Linked DNA regions of Mus musculus: all the other regions are linked to region 1. A link is a contact called in public promoter capture Hi-C data. All regions are on one chromosome and are shown on one strand. The core of a region is the stretch at or near the end of the contact, and the rest is flanking DNA. Distances in the headings are between cores, read along the strand shown. Region 1 holds the start of Nrip3 (nuclear receptor interacting protein 3). Region 2 overlaps Denn2b (DENN domain containing 2B). Region 3 holds the start of Tmem41b (transmembrane protein 41B).

Region 1 (4,300 bases), core at 627-3,126:
CGATCCAACATTCTAAAAGTCCGCATTTTGATTCTTCTAATAATACCCTCCACTTTATTGAATAGGATTAGTTTGTTCTGAAGGTGAGAAGATTCGGACTGAATTTGCTAAATGAATCATGAATGCTTTAAAGTGAAAGAAGGAAGAAAGAGCTATCTCTTTGGTAGGAATAAACTTTAATGAGATCACTCTCAGTTAACATGACTAGATCACCTATACCCAGGCACAACAGAAAAACAGCTTTTAAAAACAGAGTAAGATAACTGGAGTAATTTTCCCTTCATAAGTGTATCTAATGGCAGGCAGGGAAAATCTTTGGTATTGATGAATTGTTAGAACTATTGATGGGGGAAGGAGCTCTTGCCTCTGTTGCCATACTGGGGCCAGAAATAGCAATTTCAGTGAACCTAGGCCAACAACCACAATTAAGCATTTCAGAAGCTCAAAATATAAAAATACTAGGAAGATTATCCAGAGCATTTATTTCTATTGCAAAAGACATTTAATTGATGTTTCACAAAATTTTCCACAGATAATAAGGAAACTATAAATAAAAAAAACCCACAAAGCTAGGAGTGATGATATACACCTTATAATCTCAGCAATCATGAGGCTGAGACAGGAGAATTAAAAATTAGAAGCCAATATGGGCTATGTGATGAGATTCAAGCCAGCCTAGATTATACAGATCAAGATTCTGATGTCTCATTAAAAAAAATCTTTTTCCAAATAACAACAACTCCAAATGAAGCTACAAAGTTACATATAAATTTGTGAGCAGGGGAAGAGAATTAAATATAGGTCACATCCCTCAGCCATTCACCCTTATTCAATGGATGGAGGACAATATGGTTTTGGATTCTGGCCCACATCCTGAACTTCTACTTAATACCAAGAATAATACTGCCAGAAATAAAAAGACTGCAACAGCCCCAGCTCCAACTATCTACATGCATTATCTGGTCTGTGAGATGAAGCAGTCAGGGCTTCCTCCATCTTCCCAGTCTTTAGAGGGAAGAGGGAGAGCTGAGAGTGTGAAGAGATGTTTAGGTTCTGGAAAGATTTGCGCTTGACCCCTATTCCCCTCTCTCACCCCACTCCCCCATCCAGGGTAGAAAATCAAAGGTAGATTAAGACTAAACTAAGTACATTTGGGGCGGCGGGGAGGGGGTCACAATAGAATTAACCAAAGCATATATATATATTCAGCAACTGTGAAGAAACCTCGCTTTTCACTGTTTCTCAATCACCTTAGTCTGGGACACAACTGGCCACGCACGCAGCCTGTGAGGAGGCAGTGGGAGGCAGGACTTGTGATGAAGCTCCAGCTCCAGGAGCCAAATTTTAGATTCTAGATAAGCCAGTGGAGAGGAGATTTGAGGGCAATAAGGTAGGGTCTCTTTCTTCCTTACACATGAAGGGGAGAGTCGGGAGAGAGGAGACTGCGCCAAAGGAGAACAGGCAAGAAAAGCACCTTGATAGATAGATAGGGAGGGGTTTTGCCGGAGCACCCGCCAGGGAGTGGATAGCGACAAGCCTGGTCGGTGACTCAGTGAAAGTGACAGTAAGGGCCTGGGCGGCAGTGGTGGCCCAGAGGCCCGTGACGGGTGTGGCCGATGTGGGGAGCTCACCGTGTCCTTGGACGAGCCCAGCTTTTTGAGGCCGTCCAGGGGCAGCAGGTCGGCTGAGTCCTTGTGGATGAACTGCACCGCCTGCTTCATCCGGCGCTGCTGCCGCAGGGACGCCGCTTCCCGCATGTCTGTCTCCTTGCGGCCGCCCTCGGTGAGGAGTCCTGAGTAAAACATCGCTGAAACGCCCGCGGCCGGGCGGCCGGGTGTCCCCTGCCAAGCACCTTCAACCTCGAGCTCCTGGACAGCGCCGCGGGAGCCGGCTCCCGCGCCTTTTATATCCGAGCGTGACGTCATGGGGAGCAGCCAGTGCGCGCGGGAGAAGGCGTGGCCAGCAAAGCGTCCCGCCCCTCTGGCGCAGGTTCAGGAACGAGGGTGGGGTCTATCAGCGTCAACCACCCACCTTTACTCCATCACCCATCCTGAGGAAAAAGCTAGCTCGGAGCAGCCTACGGCCGACAGACTGACCCCGGGGCGCTGAGGGTCTAGCGGAACCGCTTCGCCCAACTGTCCCCTCTCCCGCGTGGGTTGCCCTGCCCTGCACGCATTGCATAGAATGGGCTGTGGGGCCCTGTGCTCCGGCAGCCTAGCCCCTTCCACCCTAGTCGGCTCCTTCGGGCTCTCAGCTCACCTGTCCACGCCGCGGCCGATCCCGGGATGACTGACAGCTGAGCCATGCTCGGCTTCTCAGAGTTGTACCTCTGTGCTCTGAAGTTGGGAGAGCTCCGGATTCCTCCAACTTCAGGTCGGTCCCCACCCACTGGGCCACGTGACTGCGGAGGGGGCCAGGAGGATGGGCTGGAGCGGGGCCTTCCGGGGACCCCATCCTCCTCTTGGCACCCTCTGTCTGAGCCCAGCACCAGAGGTTGGGGAGGCAGGTCTGGTCTGGAGCCTTCACCCTTCACTTCTCTGGGAGCACACCTGCTTTTCAGAACACCAAGAAAGCATCTGTGTGTGTGTGTGTGTGTGTGTGTGTGTGTGTGTGTGTGTGTCTGTGTGTGTGTGTGGTGTTTGTTTTCACTGTGAACACTAGATTTTACACTGAGGGGTGGAGGTGGAATATAGATTGAAAGCCATTTTTCTTTGAGACTCATTCATATTTTTTAGCCATTCTAAAAGGAATGTTCTGCTCCTTCTGGGTTGGAGTCTTGACATATGACTTAGTACAAGTCACATTTCTACATGTGGGAATCACCACTCCACTCTTCACCTCAAAGAAGCGGGCATGAATCAGAAAAGATCTGCACCCTGAAAGCACCATACATCTCAATAATGACACTCACTGAGCTTTTCTGGTTGTGAGCTGGATACTAGAATGAACACTTGCAGTGCAGTATCTCAGTGAAGGGCAGCAGCTATGAGATAGCATTCGACACTATCCTCTTTATGCAGGCAGATACTCAAACCAGCCAGTCTGCCTCCAAATGTCTCTGACTTTTCCTTTCCATTGCTCACGCTCTTAAAGTATTCTCCAAGTACCACCACAATCCTGTTAAGAGCACCCCAAAAGGTGTCTGCTCTTGATGGAACGACCCACACACCCTCTTCTGTGACTTCATTCTGCACTTCAGCATCTTGAGTTTTCTTCCAGTACCAGGGAGAAGTCTTTCTCCCTGTTGCCAAGTGGCTTGTCTTTGGAGTGCCCTCTGCGTGGGATGTCCCCTCTCACCCTCTTCAGTGATCTATGCTTCTTTCACACCTCGGCTCAATCTTTGCTTCTTTCCCAGGACATCTCTGACATAAGTTGTGCTTCCTCCTTATTGCTTAGCCTCAAACCCCCAATGCCTAGAACGCTATCAATAAGCACTAGTACAAGCATGACAACAAGTTAAGGTTGCGTCTCAGGAAAACAAGAAGCAGAGCAGGACCTCTCTTCACAACCTGTGCTGGCCTTCCCAGACCTGGAATAGCTGGCCTCAACTCATGGACCTGCTTAATCCCCTGCCCTAGTTTTTAGGGCACACAGACTGCTTGTAAGAAAACAAATAAAGGAAGCTGCTTACCTAGTTTCAAGGAAGCCCCAGGGCAGGGGGCTTTTCCACACGCAGGCTGCTCACTTTCCAGTCCTCTGGCACACTTTACTAGCAGTTGCCCTGGTTCCTTTCTGTCCTGTTGCCTGGGTCCCCGCCTGGTTGTTCACCTAGGGAACTGTGAAAGACAGCCCTGCCTTGTCTGTCTAGGACCGACCGACCGGTGCTTCCGTTCTTGGCAGGGTGTCAGAACAGCCCAGCACAGAGGGTCCATATGGCTTGGCTTGGGACAACATCTTTCCTCGGGAAAGAAACCAGGCAGCTAGATGCTCTGGGGAAGGAGTGGGAATTCTTGAGACAGTTCAGCTCAGTCTTGCAGCCTGTTGCTGAGGATGTTCTGACAGAAGAAAGGGGCTCTTGTCATAACTAGATTCCCCCTGGGAACACCAGGAAGCAGAATCTGTCTGGTTAAACTGGAATTTGACCGTATCAAGTGTGGCTGAAAAATCAATGGGTCGTGGCTGGAGCTGGGAACCTTTGTGTGAATTCAGGGCTTATTGCTGTAGTGGGGTTGTGTTCTGCAATTGGATCTGTGGCCATAGTACCCACTGGTCCCCTCTACCTCTTAAAGGCTTTTCTTGCCAGACTGACTCCATCACTGTTCTTATGCATGGTTGACGTGAGGAGGCTGTTCCCCCTGCC
Region 2 (4,300 bases), core at 632-3,131, 240 kb before region 1:
GGCGATTCCATGAGACTTCTCATGAAGGGGTAGACCAGTGCAGCTGAGATCCCACGCCGGCGCTCCACCTCATCTAGGACCTGTGCCCACCACCAGCAGCCCAAAGAGAAAGAGTGTCGGGAGCTGCCTTCTCCACCTCTCTGACAGAGAAGAGGGCAACCTGGTCTCTGACCAAGCTGGACCAGAAGCCTGGAGACACAAAAGCTGTCCTGCCAGGATCTTGTACCCTTCCTGTTTCTCTTGGCCCTCAATGACCATTCAGTTCCCTTGGTGGCCTGCTTTAGTCCCCAAGAAGGAAACATCAGGGCAAAAGAAATAGCACCATGAAACAGCTTCCTGAGCACTCCTGGCTTCTCAAAGGACTCCTGCTCTGTCCATGGACCAGGCTGGGCTACCACAGAGCAGTCAGCATCAACCCAGGAGTTGGGGAAATGCCAGGCAGCTAGGTAGTAAGCCAGGCTTGGGAACACAGGATTCTGAGAGCCCACCTGTACTTGCTCTGTACGCCCTTTCTCTCACATAGGCATTTTTCTTATCTAGGCTATCTGCAGACTCCTATGAGAGCTGTCACGGGGATGGGGAGAAAGTCAGCATCTTACCTTGGAAAACAAACCGAAGCAGCCTAGGCGGCTGATGACACAGTACACCTCTGGCAACCGAGGCCCTTTCCCACTTGGCTGGAGAGGAGGAGAGAAGGAGAGACAAAGACTGTGTGAATACCACAACTGTCTCATTTTCTCTGGACCCGATCATTAAGTATAGTCCTTCTAGTAAGGATGACTCCAAACATCTAAACTCAACCAGATTCCCAAAGAAAGGCCACTCTCCCCAGAGGGCACACTCAATCTCCTGCCAAGCTCCAGGTAGGCGCTATCCTTTATCCCAGGAAAACAGTTAGTGGCTAGCAGAGGACACAGCAGCATGGCAGAGATTACAGGGTGATTTGTGAATCTACACCCCTAAGGATGCTACCCAAAAGGATGTGATGTCAAGAAGGACTCATGACTTTTTTTAAAAAATTTAATCTTTTTTGATTAATTCATTTTATTTTATGCATAAGTGTTTTTGCTGCATGTTTGTATGTGTATCACAGGTATGCCCTGTGCCCATGGAGCCAAAGGAGGGCACTGGATCCCCTGGAACTGGGGTTTCAGACATTTGTAAACCACCATGTAGGTGCTGAGAATCTAATCAGAGTCCTCTGCAAGAGCAACCAGGGCTCTTAACCACTGAGCCATCTCTCCAGCCCCTAAGAAGGGACTGTGGACACTTTTAGGAACAGGACATGTGGCCTTATCTCTCCCTCCCCATCATCATGAGGGAAACTGCAAAATACCTCTTTTCTCCCTTTGATCCGAGCCCAAGGAAGGCAAAAGCAAAACAAGAGAAGGGAATGACTTTCTATGAAATGTTTCCTAAAACAGAGTCCTAGCGCTGGTACTATATACAAAAAGAGTATGAGAGTGGCATTATCACCCAGTTTTATAGAGGAGACAGCTGAGTTCATGAAGATTAAGCCATTGCCTAAGCTTGCATAAGTAGAAGGCTGTAGCCAGGAGTCTGTGCAGCCTTTCGTCTTGCTGTCTTACCTCCAAACATGCTGTTTTCTGATAGGAAGGAGGGAAAGGAACACAGACACAGGGTAGAGGTATGCTATGAAGTGAAAGAGAACAAAAAGGAAAGGGGTTTAAAAGGTTCGTAGCTGAAGGAAGAGAAACATACTGTGAGCACCCCAGGCAGGCGGGCGCAACCCTGTTAGACTAGAGTGAGTTCATTCTCCAGCAAGGAGCTGGCAGGACCCCACGGCCGCCTCTGGGTTCAGAGGCCTGGAGTGCCTGGCAAGGCCTAGTGGGGAGGGAGCAAAACAGCAGGTGCTGGCCCCTCATGCAGGCTGCTAAGCAAATACAGATGGGGCTATTTCAGTCTCCAAACCTGCTGGCCACAGTCACAGATCTAAAGAGAAGGCAGAATCTGTTTTGTCCATATTAGGCTTGAAACTTACTCCTCTCTCTTTCCCTTCCCCACTCCCCACCTCCCCTAAAGCCCCAAGTGATTAAATCAAGTATGTGGGATTTGGGTTAGAATCATTGTGTCCAATCTGCAGGAATGCCGAGCCAGTGCCAGCCCCCTTGGCAGGGACCCAGCCCAGGCCCTCTCTGAGTGCGCCAGGACAAACATGCTCTTCCCTAGGGGCAGCAGGCCCACTGCAAAAGAGCACAGCTCTGTTCCATCCCTGTGCTGTCAAAGGCAGCCTTTACGATGTTCTCCAATGCCCTAGGGATCCAGGCACATGCTGGTCTTTGCCTGACTCCCAGCCTGGCATCTGGACCCCTTCCCTGTCCCTCAGCACACACGGCATTCAATATCCAAATATCATTTTCTCCCTAGATCATCCTCTGGGGGTTGGGGTAGGGATTCAAGAATGCCAGACTGGTGATAAAGGATTTGGAAGTCAGTTCTGGCTCGCACCTCACAGTTGTGTGACCTTGGGCAAGTCATTCCATCTTGGAGTTTTAATTTCTTAATTTACAGGGTCAGAGTTAATAGTACTCCACAGGCTATCATAAAGATGTTTAAAAATAAGAGACATAAATCCAGTGAAGCATCTCTCCTGGAACATGACAAATTCTAAGCAAAATTTTACTTCCACAGCCCTTCCATTCAATACTAAAAGTTGGCGTCCTCTACTAGACTAGCTATGGTACACCGAGGGTAGGATACATGCTAGACTTTTGTGTATATACTTTTAGGATATGTCCTGACCTACAACAGGTATACAATGAATGCTTGTGGATGGATGGTTGGATGGATGCCCCGAAACCCTTCTTTTAGGACTCTTAGGCTCCTGTCTAGGATCTCTCTCTAGACTGGTAGCTGACACAGCCTTCTCCTACTAATACCTGGAAACCAAAGAACATTGTCAACAACCCAATGACTGACCTTTGAGGAAAATAAAAGGGAAGACAGGCCCTGGGGTCTGTTCTCCCACTAGTTCTTTGTAGATCTACAGCAACCCCCTTCCCCGGAATGATAGAAACAGAGATTGCTCTTTGGGGAGAAAAAAAAGTTTTTATTTTCAAAAGTCAACATCTTTCCCCTAAGTTCAAAATTTTTCTCCAAGAACCCCAGAGGAGGTATGCCCCTCAGTCCCTGCTCAGACTGCAGCCCTACCAGAGCATAGATAGAGCTCCTCCCAACATCATGGCCAGGCGTGGAGTGAGTAAATATAAACTGTGGGGTGACATGATCATATCTAGAGGTCAGCAATCTAAGATGACAATCCAAGGAAGACGAATACAGAGAATAGTCAAGAAAGCTAAAATGATTTACAACCAAGCAGAAGTTGATCTGTCCTTTCAATCATTGCATATAATCTTAGATCCCAGGGTCTGGTCAGATAGGCTACCCTGCACCCTGCTATCCCAGGAGTCCCTCAACTGTGCAAGTGCATGTACTAGGGACAGGTTTAAAAGATCACAGGCTTTCACACAGGCTAATGCTGCAGAAGGATCTAGAGAGATATACAAATGTCCTGGCCTCCCCTCCCCACCAACCTCTGAGAACCGAATAGTCTTACTCACCAGTAAGCGCCTACAATAGCCAAAGCGCCTGCTGCCATCTTCCCCAGTCAGCATGAAAGAAAAGGTTTCACTGAAACAGGAAAGAGGGAGAGCTCTGGTATCAAAGAAGTCATGAAGAACACTCAGGACGTGCCTCCTAAAATAGGGACTGTCACTTCAGGTTACTTTAAGAAAGTAGGGTGAGGGCTGGAGAGATGCCTCAGCAGTTAAGAGACACTGACTGCTCTCCCACATGTCCTGAGTTCAATTCCCAACAACCACTTGGTGGTTCATAACCATGTGTAATGGGATCCAATGCCCTCTTCTGGTGTGTCTGACACAGTGACAGTGTACTCACATACATGAAGGAAGGAAGGAAGGAAAGAAAGAAAGAAAGAAAGAAAGAAAGAAAGAAAGAAAGAAAGAAAGAAAGAAAGAAAGAAAGGAAGGAAGGAAGGAAGGAAGGAAGGAAGGAAGAAAGAAATCTTAAAACAACAAAAACAAAAACCAATAAAACAATCTAACTTTAAAAGAAAAAAAAAGTAGTGTGAAAGAAATGGAAAGGAAAAAAAAAAGGAAAGAAAGGCAGAGACTAGGGCATGCTCCACTTGGTTGTACCACTATGGAGAATAAGTCTGCATCCTCCTCCCTCCTATAGCTAGACCGAGTCAGGTCTTACCTGCTGTATTCTGACACAGGGAGCCAGTCCTTGGCATCCGGAAAGCAAAACTGGGGGATAG
Region 3 (4,300 bases), core at 1,166-3,665, 200 kb after region 1:
CTCCCTATATGTATCTCCCTGCATGTACAATTTGTGTGGGGGTGGGAGTGAGTGCAAGTCATCCAAAAGATGGCCCTAGGTACCCTGAAACTGGAGTTACAGATAAGCAGACATGTGCATGTTGGGAACTGAACCAGGTTTTCTCCAAGAACAGCAGTGTGCTTGCTTAGGCTTTCCAGCTAACCATCTGACCTGCCTCTCCACTACATATTCTTCTTACAAGACCACCATTTTGGCCATTAGTAGCAATGGAAGACAGCAGTGTGAGTGAGCTGCAAACAATTTAATGGCTATTTGTTCTAATCACTTCAGATGTTTGAGCTTCAAAGGCACGTAAAAGGATGAAATCATTACAGTTGCTGAAAAGCAATGAATAATGTTAAGCCATTACAAAATCAAAGAGCTTATATTTTCCCCTTAAAACTATACAGAGCCAAGAAATTTCAGGTTAGTGTACGAGACTAAAACAATTTATGAATGAGTCCCCGTATTCCTTAGTTACTTCGTTGGGTGTTTTTTGTTATTGTTTTGGGTTTTAGTTGGTTTGCTTTGAGACAGGGTTTCTCCTTGTAACATACCTGGCTGTCCTGATACTCTTGTAGACCAGGCTGACCTAGAACTCAATAGAGAGCCACCTTCCTCTGCCTCCAGAATAATAGAGGCAGGCCACCACTCCACAGAAGCTATGTTTAGGTGAACTGTTTTGTTTACACCCTTGCATCAACCAAGCAAATAACTATTCTCGTTTTAAAATTCAGATACTTTTTCTTTTTTGGTTATTTTGAGACAGGGTTTCTCTGTATAGCCCTGGCTGTTCTGGAACTCACTTTGTAGACCAGGCTGGCCTCGAACTCAGAAATCCCCTGGGATTAAAGGCGTGTGTGCCACCACGCCCAGCTCAGATACTTTTTAAAAGTTACAAATCCATCTCTGCAGGTGGTCTACTCCTTTAATCCAAGTACTTGAGAAAACTAAGGCTGGTGGATCTCTGAGTTCCAAATCAGCTTGACCTACAGAACCAAACAAGGTCTTTTAAAAAGTAGAAGGCAGGGAGGGGGCTGGTGAGATGGCTCAGTGGGTAAGAGCACCCGACTGCTCTTCCAAAGGTCCAGAGTTCAAATCCCAGCAACCACATGGTGGTTCACAAGCATCTGTAACGTGATCTGATACCCTCTTCTGGTGTGTCTGAAGACAGCTACTGTGTACTTACATGTAATAAATAAATTAAAAAAAAAAAAAGTACAAGGCGAAGGCCGTGCAGTGGTGGCACACGCCTTTAATCTCAGCACTTGAGAGGCAGAGGCAGACGATTTCTGAGTTCGAGGCCAGCCTGATCTACAGAGTGAGTTCCAGGACAGCCAGGGCTATACAGAGAAACCCTGTCTTGAAAGACCAAAAAAAAAAAAAACAAAAAAAACAAAAAAAAAAACAAGGCGGTAGTGTACGCCTGCACGCCTTGGATCCAAGTACTTGGGAGGCTGAAGGAAGCCATTCTTTGCCTTAGAGGCCAGTCTAATCTACAGAGCAAGGTCCTCCAATACAACCAGGGCTACTTAGCTTGAAAACAAATCAAACAATTTTTTTTTTTTAAGTTACAAACCAGGTTAAATGGAAACACAAGAGCTGAAAATGTTGTGTTTTTTTCGAGGCAGGGTTTTCTCTGTGTAACCTGGAACTTGTCTGTCTCCGGAGAACTGGATTAAAAGGACGCGCAACTACAACTACCACCGGCTAGAATCTGACACTTTCAAGTGGCACCTGGAAGGGCAAGTCTTTGCTCTTAATCACAACCTTAGTGTGGCTCTGTGACTCTACACAAGTCATGGAGCTGCATAGTCCTCAGTATGTTCATCTGTAAAACAATACAACGAAAGCTCAAGTCTCTCAAATACCTGTCTGGGTGGCCTGGATAACGAACCGGTCTATTTGGTGTCACAAGTCGGGGTCACCGCTTCCTTTGACTAAAGTCTATTGAGAAAAAACTAACTAGGAGGAGTCTAGCCCTCTGTCATGCTGGGTTCCCCGCCAAGTACAGGACTCTCTTGCTGAGATGCTTCGGTGCTGAAAGGTCCCTCTTTCCCTGCGACCTGCACCACGGGGTCCTAATCTTTAGGGCAGCCTCAGCCCCGTCCCGCAGGTCCACTCACCGTTCAGATGATCTTTGCTGCCAGGCGCGGCGGAACCCTGGGTCCTCACTGCCCGGTCCCCGGCTGGGGTCGAGTGCAACATTTCGGTGGGCGATCGATCAGCCACTCTGCCTTTCGCCATGGCTGCTGCGGGGGCCGCGAAGAGCTCCTACTGGTGCCGCGCCCCCTTGAATGACTAAAGCTCCTCCCGCAGCTTTCTTTCAACACCCAGGCGCGAGGCACAACTACTTCCGGCACGACCACCTCACCTGAGACGACCTCGAAAACTTGACACTCGGCGGAGCCTTCCAGAGATATCAGGTGAGGGCCCGCCCAGAACCGCCCACGAACCTCGCGCGCTCCCGCACGCCCAGTAACCGCGAGACAAGTCAGGGCCGACCCCGCCCCCTCCGGGGCCCCGCCCACCTCGCTGGTGTAGGGCGCATGAGCAATATCGCATTGGCAAGTCATGGGTCTGCGGCCTAAGGTCCGACTTCTCCGCGTAGCTTTCGTCACACGGAAGTGAGGCTCGAGTACTTCAGACTCTTTGTTCCGCCAACCGGAAGTGTCTGCGCGCGACTAGTTGGTGTTGGAGATTCCATTCGTTCCGCAGCAAATGGGTTACAAGCGCTGTGGAAGCTGGAAGCCTGTTCTTAAAATCGTGTAAAATTTAAAACATGAGACAAACGTACCTGAATCTCACAAAATTGAGACCTAGAAACAAAGAAGATCACAGAGTGACAGAAATTAGTTTAGAGTCCAAGGTTTTTCACTCACCTGTCCAAAGTAAATTCACCCTTACTCGCTATATTTTGGCGTTTCCTGAGCCAAGGCATAGCTTCTTGACAGTTTTTCTCCTTCTGCCCCTCATATCCAGCTTCTCACTGGTAAGTATATTAGAGTCACCTCTTCTTTAGGATTTTGCTTTGTCTTGTTCTTTTTTTTTTTTAAGATTTATTTATTATTATATCTAAGTACACTGTAGCTGTCTTCAGACAGACCAGAAGAGGGCATCAGATCTCATTACGGATGTTTGTGAGCCACCATGTGGTTGCTGGGATTTGAATTCAAGACTTCGGAAGGGCAGTCGGTGCTCTTAACCACTGAGCCATCTCTCCAGCCCTGTTTTGTTTTGTTCTTGCTGTCGATATAATCTTAGACCTTGGGCATACAAACCACACCATTCTGTTGCTGAGCGATGCCCCTATCCAATTGACATTTTTTTCGTTATCTTTTTTAAAAGCAGGTATCGAAGGTAATAGTGGGGAATTTCTTCGTGAAAGTAACTTAGCAGTGTATTTTAAAATTTGGACAAAAAGGGGGAGTGGGGAATTGGATTGTTCTTAAGCAGTAATTACACTTAGAAGAAATAATCTGATATCTAGAGAATTGGCAGCTCAGTGCGTAGAAGTATTTGTCTCTTAAACTTGACAGGCTTATTTCGGTCTCTGAGACCTAATAGCAGTAGGTGAGAACTAACTCTTGGAAGTTGTCCTCTGATTACTTTTTTTTGGGGGGGGGGGCGGTTTGAGACAGGGTTTCTCTGTGTAGCCCTGGCTGTCCTGCAACTCGCTCTGTAGACCAGGCTGTCAGGCTGACCTTGAACTCAGAAATTCCCCTGCCTCTGGCTCACAAATTCTGGGATTAAAGGCGTACGCCACCATAGCCTGGCGTCCTCTGATTTCAACATAACATTCAAGCACGCAGCAGTAAGTGTAGTGTTAATAAAATTAAAATTAAAAAGAAACAAAAAATCATTTTATAAAAAGTGAATACGTGACCGGGCATGGTGGTGCATACCTTTAATCCCAGCACTTGCTAGGCAGAGGCAGGTGAAATTCTGAGTTTGAGGCCAGCCTGGTCTACAGAGTGAGTTCTAGGACAGCCAGGGCTGTAGAGAAACCCTGTCTCGAAAAACCAAAAAAAAAAAAAAAAAAAGTGAACACCTGGGACTGGAGAAATGGCTCAGTGGTTAAGAGCTCTGACTGCTTTTCCAGAGGTCCTGAGTTCAATTCCCAGCAACCACATTGTGGCTTACAAATGAGATCTGATGCCCTCTTCCGGTGTGTCTCAACACAACTACAGTGTACTCATAAATAAATCTTTAAAAAAAATAAAACATAAAAAGTGAACATATGTGCTCGCTTTAGCAGCACATATACTAAAATTGGAAT

The links. Promoter capture Hi-C pulls out the DNA fragments that hold promoters and counts their contacts.
Region 2: a promoter capture Hi-C map of cranial neural crest shows a contact between it and region 1, with 3 times the contacts expected there. The contact joins the enhancer-like site here to the promoter of Nrip3 in region 1. A contact is called at or near these places in 4 of 39 promoter capture datasets (the C10 cell line, cranial neural crest, frontonasal cranial neural crest and 1 more), 3 of 484 Hi-C or Micro-C datasets (the G1E-ER4 cell line, the HL-1 cell line and Sertoli cells) and 1 of 115 datasets of contacts at active chromatin or transcription factors (embryonic stem cells).
Region 3: a contact with region 1 is called in a promoter capture Hi-C map of stem cell-derived epiblast-like cells, with 2.8 times the contacts expected there. The contact joins the promoter of Tmem41b here to the promoter of Nrip3 in region 1. A contact is called at or near these places in 8 of 39 promoter capture datasets (the 3T3-L1 cell line, cranial neural crest, embryonic stem cells and 4 more), 5 of 484 Hi-C or Micro-C datasets (the G1E-ER4 cell line, the N1E-115 cell line, Th1 cells and 2 more), 4 of 115 datasets of contacts at active chromatin or transcription factors (effector CD8 T cells, embryonic hindbrain, embryonic stem cells and 1 more) and 2 of 9 other capture datasets (liver and pancreatic islet).

The regions. Positions count from the first base shown.
Region 1 is chr7:109,779,669-109,783,968 of GRCm38.p6, forward strand. Nrip3 (nuclear receptor interacting protein 3) reads right to left here and starts at 1,877. Exons shown (of 7, transcript NM_020610.1): 1 at 1,632-1,877. The coding sequence starts at 1,805.
Region 2 is chr7:109,534,695-109,538,994 of GRCm38.p6, forward strand. It overlaps Denn2b (DENN domain containing 2B), which reads right to left. Exons shown (of 20, transcript NM_001001326.1): 10 at 4,240-4,300; 11 at 3,582-3,651; 12 at 600-677; 13 at 1-80. Among named protein-coding and RNA genes, the nearest start is that of Snora3, 17 kb to the left of the region's middle. Within about 2 kb of position 1,882, at least 96 of the 459 cell types and tissues checked have an H3K27ac peak or open chromatin away from gene starts, as enhancers often do. A contact at or near this core is called in neural stem cells, where this site is marked.
Region 3 is chr7:109,983,815-109,988,114 of GRCm38.p6, forward strand. It overlaps Tmem41b (transmembrane protein 41B), which reads right to left and starts at 2,416. Exons shown (of 7, transcript NM_153525.5): 1 at 2,148-2,416. The coding sequence starts at 2,268.